Regions from separate parts of the Mus musculus genome. Here region 2 is linked to region 1. A link is a contact called in public HiChIP or PLAC-seq data. All regions are on one chromosome and are shown on one strand. The core of a region is the stretch at or near the end of the contact, and the rest is flanking DNA. Distances in the headings are between cores, read along the strand shown. Region 1 holds the start of Cbx2 (chromobox 2). Region 2 overlaps Tbc1d16 (TBC1 domain family, member 16).

Region 1 (3,555 bases), core at 618-3,117:
AGAAGTTCAATGAAATAAAAGGACACACAATTTCAAATCCCATTCCTTCTGCACCAGTCAGTAGACAGTGAGGACCCTGGTGTCCAGGGCTCATACCAGTCTGGTCAGACCGCTGCTAAAGACTCGCTTCAGTATCTAGTGTTGCTGGCACCGGTCAACGCAGATTAGCTGCTTATGAAATAAATGAAAGAACCAGTCTAACTTATCCTACTACGCCAAAGATGTGAGTCAGAGATGCCACAAATTCTGAATCACGCCTTGGCTGCATTGATAATGGCTCCGTTCCAGTCAAGTCTGTTGTATCTGTTTCTCCAAATTAATTATTTTAACTACTCTCTCCCCCAACTAGGTTTTCATGGTTGGACAGATAAGATATATGACAGACATATTTCAGGTAAAGAGACTTATTTTTTTCCAATGTGTTCATATTAGGTTCTTGGCTACTTCTCGCCAAACAAGAAAGAACTGTATTTTTAAAGTTCTTTGCTCTTAAAAAATAAGTAAGCAACTGTGTTGGTATACCCTGTTCCAGAAAGGGAATAGTGGGCAGATTCTAACAGTAAATGTGACACCCCATAGAATCCCGAAGCGCAAGCAGCAGTTGAAATGGATCCAGCTATTTATAGGATTACAATAAGCACACCTTTGTACAGCGCAACCATTTACTGCCCAGCTGATCTGAACAGGGACAAAAAGAGCTGTCTGGGAGACTTCAGCGGCTCTCTTCCCCCTTGCTTCATCCACTACTGCACCAAGCACCTAAATGAGCAATCATTGCGCTCTCAAGAAGGAAAAAAGAAGGAAAAAAAATGTCTCTTTCCCTGCCCCCTCTGCAAACAGCTGCGAGCTCTTTCCAAAGCAGATTTAACCAACCAACTAAACTGAAGAATACCCTAAAACCCAGTGGTTTCCCGATATTCGTTTCTTAGGGCAGAAAGCTTTACAACCAAAAGATATTACTCCTTCATAAATAGGTTCACGGTTACGTGAAGACAAGGTCCTACAAAGGTGTGACTTTGGATTCGCAGCCTGTTCAAGAAAGAGGCAAAACCAGAAAGCGAATTTTCATTGGATTCTGCTTTATTAAATGAGAGAACGCTTCTTTCATCATGTGCTTGACTCGCTTCAAAACTTACAAAGGAGACTGTTCAACGGAATTTATGTCTGAGCGGGAAAATAAATGGGTAGGGCGCCTAAGCCATGGCGACCTGGGAGGACCGGGGCCACCCCTGGAAATTGATCCAAAGGACTTTACTAGCAGAGCTAGCAAGCAGTGACAAGAATCCAGTTACACCCAAGTCTGCACACCGATCCCTCTGGCCCACGTCGACGTCACCAAAATCGTGAAATAAACTAAGAAAAAAATCAAGTTGGTTGTGTCCCCACGCGCGTACTAAAAGTCGGGGAACTAGGTCCCATTTTCACAACTCTTTAGTTAAGAGTTCGGAGTTCAGTCTTCTTCCAGTGACCTGAATTTTTCATCTACAACCTTAAGTAGAGTTTCGAGGCTCCTTTTTCGGTGTCCCCTCCCGAACCCCGTACTTTTCCACTCTTTTTGTACCCCTGACTGGTAGAGGACTAGTGGGGAGCAGCGCCCCTCACTGGCGGGGGCAAGAAGCGCCGCGTGCTCCCCGCTTCGCCGCCCTCTGGCCAAACAATAGCTTTCCGCAGGGACCTGCGATCCGGAGCGGCCGGACCCCAGGATTCCCGGAGCACGCAGCCTCCCGACACAGTGCAGAGAGCGCCCAACCCCACGGACTGGTCCCCGCCGCGGCTACCACGAACAATGCGCGCCCCGCCCCGCGCGCCCGGCGCGCCTATTGGCCCGGCGGCTGCGGGTAGAGCAGCGCGGGCGACTCCGGCGCGCGTGCGCGGGGCGGGGCGCGGCGGGGGCGGCGCTTTGTGTGCAGCAGTGAGCCGGGGTCTGCGGGGCGCGGGCCGCGGCGGGCGGCGGCATGGAGGAGCTGAGCAGCGTGGGCGAGCAGGTCTTCGCCGCCGAGTGCATCCTGAGCAAGCGGCTCCGCAAGGTGCGTGAGCCCCCGCCCGCTCCCCGCGTGCGCCTGGCGCTCTGCGGGGCTAACCGCCCGCTCTTATCTCTCCGCAGGGCAAGCTGGAGTACCTGGTCAAGTGGCGCGGCTGGTCCTCCAAGTGAGTCTCCGGTGCGCGGCCGCCTTCCCGCGCGCGCCTCCCGGCCTGGGTGGGAACCCTCGCATCGCAGGCCCGGGCGGGAAGTCCTGTGCCTCGGGACCCAGAGGACTCTGGCCGACTGGCGCTGCCCTTTGTTTACGAGCCCACGGGGAGCGAGCAGGGCGGCCTCCAGCCCCGAGTCCCTGGAGCCCGGCCCGCCTCCGCGCCGCGCGCTTCTGGCGCCCATTTGTTGCATGCGCCCCCGCCCAGGAGCTGGCCGCGGCTGGCGCGGGACGCGGGCCCCCTCCCCTTGCCCAAGTTATCCTGCTGTAACCTGAGCTTCCTACTGGTGGGAGGGCTCCCCCACCTACTCCTACCCCCGGCCCGAGCTTGCTTTCTTCTCAATGAGGGACGGGGACCCGGCCTTCTCCGGAAAGGGCTTCCTTTGTAGCTGCCCCGCCACCCTCCTTCCTGAGCCCCATCCCCTCCAGATACCACTCCCCAAACCCGGTGCCCTGCCCGCGCTCTCGGTGGTATCCTCCACTTTGTTCCGTCTGTGCCCCCCGGCTCCCCCTCCCCTACCTGCCTTCCCTCCCCTCCCTGGCTCCGGGCCAGGCCCAGGGGATTCCCTCGGCAGCTTTGCTCTTTGTTGGGGTTTGTTTTCCTCCCAGTGTAGACTGTCGAGTCCTCTCCTGGCCTGCTGGGGTTTGAGGTGGCAGTTTGCCTGTGGGTTTGAGGCTGGGATGCTAACTAACTTTAAGGACTTCTAAGACCTCAGAGGACAGCCTCTGCCGCAGTGCCCCTTGTCCCAGCGGGGCTGTGGGAGCTGTCCCCGGCAGCCCACCTGGATGCTGCTCACCAGCCCGCCCACCCCCCTTTGCTTTGCTTTTCCAGACACAACAGCTGGGAGCCAGAAGAGAACATTTTGGACCCGAGGCTGCTCCTAGCCTTCCAGAAGAAGTGAGAACTCTGGAGGAGGGGAGAGTTGGGTGGAATTGGCTGGTGACACAGTGGCCTGGGGCTGTGGTGTGGGGAAGCCTGTGGTGGAGCACTTTAAGGCCTCACAGACAGCCTCTGGTTTCTCTTGGCCTTTTCTGTGGAGTAGCTTTTGGTCGGCACTAATAGCACTTGAAGCTGGAAGCTTGTTGTAAAAAGCACACCTCTGCCCCTGCCACGGTGTGCGTGTGCCATGGTGCAGGAGAGGGAGGGCCCAGAGTGCAAAGTCATGTGTTTGATGTTTTGCCCAAGCCTTGAAAGTGCTGAGGTCACTTCTGTAATTACAGTTCTTACGTCCCGCCTCGGGGTGGGGGGGGGGGCACGACTCATTGAGATAAGGATCCTGTGAGATGGTGTTGGGAAGGGCATGTTGGGCTGGGGGACAGGGAGGTGGGTTTCACCGGCACCTTCCCTCTGCAATGCCTCTGTCCA
Region 2 (3,555 bases), core at 479-2,978, 140 kb after region 1:
GGTGCATAGGCCACAAAAGGCATTCAGTGACAAGAGCTAGGCCACAGACACACAGGCAACACAACACAGGCAATTACACTGAGCAAAAACAGCCAGATCGAAACAGAGCACACTCACTGTTCGATGCCATCTGCACACAAATGTACCCAAATGACTAACCCCAAAACGACAGAAACTGAAGTGTGTGTGCTGTGTGTATATATGCGGTATGTGCATAGTGTGTGTGCAGTGTGTGTGTGGTTTGTGCAGAGTATGGTGTGTGCAGTGTGTATATGTGCTGTGTATGTGCGTATGTGTGTCCAGTGTGTGTGTGTGTACATGCACTCGTGAGAATGTTTTACTGGGGACTGGATCCACATTCTTAGGCAAGCTCTAACAGGGAGCTATACCCCAGCCCTCTTTTTACTTTTTACTTGGGGCAGAGTCTTACTGAGTTTTATAGGCTATTTTGCAGTTTCAATTCCCCTGTCTCAGCCTCCTGAGTAGCTAGGACCACAGGTCTGTACAAATGGGCCTGACTTCCCAAAATATCAAATTCCCTGAATTAAGCATTTTTTAGATTTTTAAATATAATTTTATGTGTACATGTCTTTTGCCTGCATGTATAGTTGCACACTGCATGCTTGCCTCCCAAAGAGGTCAGGAAAGGGCACTGGATCCCCTAGAACAAGAGTTACAGCCAGCTGTGAACAGCTATATGGGTGCCAGGAATTGAACCCAGGTTTTCTGCAAGAACAGCCAGTGCTCTTAATCACAAAAGCCACCCCTCCAGGCCCCTGGCTTAATCATCTTTGAGAGTAGTGTTCAGCGGTACAGAGTGAATCACAGAACCATGCAGCCACTCTCTGCCTCCCCCGGAACACTGGTTGTATACAACAGAGGTGCTGTGATATCAATGAAATTCTTTGGCACTTCCCTGCCGTCTAGATCCCTGCAACATCATCCTATGCTCTGTGTACGTGAACTTGGCTGCCCCAAGGGCCTCATCCAGGTGGCGGATGCAGCGCTCGCCCTTCTGTGACTGGAGTGTTTCACTGAGCACGTGGTCTCCAAGGCTCTCCAAGGAGGAGCGACATTCCACGAAGTGGACAGACTTCAGCGTATTTGTCTGTCTGTCTGTCTGTCTGCCTGTCCACTGTGTCCTGATGCTTCTTTAACACGAGCACCCCCTCGAATCTCTGCTAGCTGACCTTTTGGTTACAAGCCCTGAAGAGGAATTTCTAAATCATTGTTTTTAGGTTTTTCTGAGGAAGTGCCCCCCACCCCCATCTCCCACAGAAGTGGGAGCTGTGTTCACCCCACCCACACGACACAAGGTTCTGCTTTCTCTGCATTCCCACCAACCCTTGTAATGGTCTCCTCTGGTTTACCACAGCCATGCAGAGCCTGGGGTCCTCTCCCTGCAGCTTTGGGTAGCTTTCCTCAGTGACACCTGCCCTCCTGCTTGCTACCTGTTTGAGTATCTTTGGGGAAACGTCTCATTTGGGGACTTTAGAAAGTCTATATATCCTGGATATCAATCTCTTAACTAGATGTGTGATTTCTAAGTTTATTTTCCATTGTGCATTCTGTGGGTTTCGTTTTTGCATTGTGTTTGATGTACCAACTTACACACACACACACACACACACACATTTCGAATTCTGATCTGTCTTCTTTCCTTTTGTGGCTTGTGTCTCTGGCTCACTCCGTGTCACTGTTGCTAGGGTGCAGGTGAGTCACGCAGGGCAGGACCGGGAGGGGTACCAGACGCAGAGACAGCGCTTCCTGTCTGAGCTGTGGTAAGGCTGCTCAGCGATGCACCATACTCGCCAACACTGGCCAAACTGCATGTGTTGGACACGCAAGCACTACTGAACAGCAGTTACTATCCAGTGGAGCTTTTGGGATAGATTCTTTTTTTTATTTCTTAAAACTTTACTTATTGTTACCTTTTATTTTTTGTATAGGAGTGTTCTGCCTGTATGCATGTAGGAGTGTTCTGCCTGCATGCATGCCTGTGCATCATATGTACGGGTGAAGCCCTCAGAGGCCAGAAGAAGGCATTGGATCTCCTGGAACTGGAGTTAAAGATGGTTGTGAGTTGCCCTGTAGGTACTGGGAATCAAACCTGGGTCTTAACTATTAAACCATCTCCCCAGCTCGGATTTAATTTATTTTTAATTAGGGGTGTGTGTGTGTGTGTGTGTGTGTGTGTGTGAATCCACTGCCTGCTGAGGTCAAAAAGAGCATCAGTTACCCCGGAGCTGGAGTCACAGGCAGTTGTGAGCTGTCTGACATGGGTGCTGGGAACCAAACTTGGGTCCTGTGCCAGAGTGGCAAGAGCTTGACCCCTGAGCCACCGTGGAGGCTTTAGACACACACCAATACCAGCTCAGTGTCACTACCAGACGGGCTTGGTAAGGTCATAGGACCCCATTCCATTCAGTTGCTATAAAATGTTTCATAAAAGTATTTAATAACTAGGAAAAAAAGGTTCATAGTATATACATCAAATGAAGAACATGATGTTCAGTGCTGTCAATATGACATCATATAAAACATACCTTACAGATTTAATCCATATACTCATGCTATGGATGTTATAATAACGGACATTTCTAGATGGCACAATTAAAGTTTGCTCTCACCATGTTCTTTTTTTCTTTTTTTTTTTTTTTTCAGATTTCCTGATAGGCGTAGTGTATCAGTTTGATTATCAAGACCACCACGCCAACCTGCTACATTTTTATCTTTGTTGTTTGTTCTTCCATGAATCCTGAATTTCCGTTTATATTAGAAAGTAAAATGGTAATTCAGAAAAGAAGGAAAGGGAACGGTCTATCCCAGCACTGGGGAAGCTGGAGGCAGGAGGATCAGGAGTCATCCTTGGCTACATAACAAGTTCAAGGTCAGCCTGGGCTACAGGAGACCTTGTCTCAGATGAAGAAAAAAGAAGGGGGAGGGGTATAGAGACACTAGCTGTCCCCATGGCTGTCATTCTCCAGCCCACCAGACTGAGTGAGGCTTTGCTAACCCTGCTCATGGACTAATGATAGCAAGAATGTCACAGGTAAATGGCAATACAGGATGAATGACCACATAGCTCAGGAGACTCTCCACTCAGGAGAGGAGCCGATCCTGCCCAAATGACACGTCTGTCCTGAAAGAAGACCCCAGAGCCCACCACTCCCCACATCATCCTGCACACTCAGCCGAGAAATGGCCTCCTGTCTGTCACCTTGGTCACCAGTAACCCTGCCCCTTGGCCTGACACCCGAAGGTTCCACAATGTTTCCTAGGGTCATGGTTAGAAATGGCCAGCAGACCCGGCTCAAAACCACAAGAGTTAATCTTCACAGTTCTGGGGACCAGGAAGGGGAGGCCAAAGTGTGACCAGGCATGGTCTACAACAATCTGGGGAAGGCTCCATTCTGGGTGATGGAGGTACCCAGAATCCATCCAGAAACAAAGCAATACTGTAGCAAGTCTCAGCTGCCTTGCACAGACACCCATGGGTTGATACCAAAATGGACATGGGAACACGAGAGGATTTGGAAGAGTCTGGGCGTAAGA

The links. HiChIP or PLAC-seq counts read pairs in DNA pulled down with a chosen protein or histone mark.
Region 2: a contact with region 1 is called in a FOXA1 HiChIP or PLAC-seq map of pancreatic cancer cells. The contact joins the enhancer-like site here to the promoter of Cbx2 in region 1. A contact is called at or near these places in 9 of 39 promoter capture datasets (the 3T3-L1 cell line, 3T3-L1-derived adipocytes, the C10 cell line and 5 more), 11 of 115 datasets of contacts at active chromatin or transcription factors (acute myeloid leukemia, bone marrow-derived macrophages, cardiomyocytes and 7 more) and 3 of 9 other capture datasets (adipose tissue, liver and pancreatic islet).

What each region holds. Positions count from the first base shown.
Region 1 is chr11:119,021,154-119,024,708 of GRCm38.p6, forward strand. Cbx2 (chromobox 2) reads left to right here and starts at 1,868. Exons shown (of 5, transcript NM_007623.3): 1 at 1,868-2,027; 2 at 2,105-2,148; 3 at 3,022-3,087. The coding sequence starts at 1,956. It overlaps Gm35829 (a long non-coding RNA gene), which reads right to left and starts at 2,686. Exons shown (of 3, transcript XR_389218.4): 1 at 2,120-2,686.
Region 2 is chr11:119,164,508-119,168,062 of GRCm38.p6, forward strand. The region is part of intron 3 of Tbc1d16 (TBC1 domain family, member 16); the gene reads right to left. Among named protein-coding and RNA genes, the nearest start is that of Mir6934, 12 kb to the left of the region's middle. Within about 2 kb of position 1,729, at least 90 of the 459 cell types and tissues checked have an H3K27ac peak or open chromatin away from gene starts, as enhancers often do. A contact at or near this core is called in bone marrow-derived macrophages, pancreatic cancer cells and pre-B cells, where this site is marked.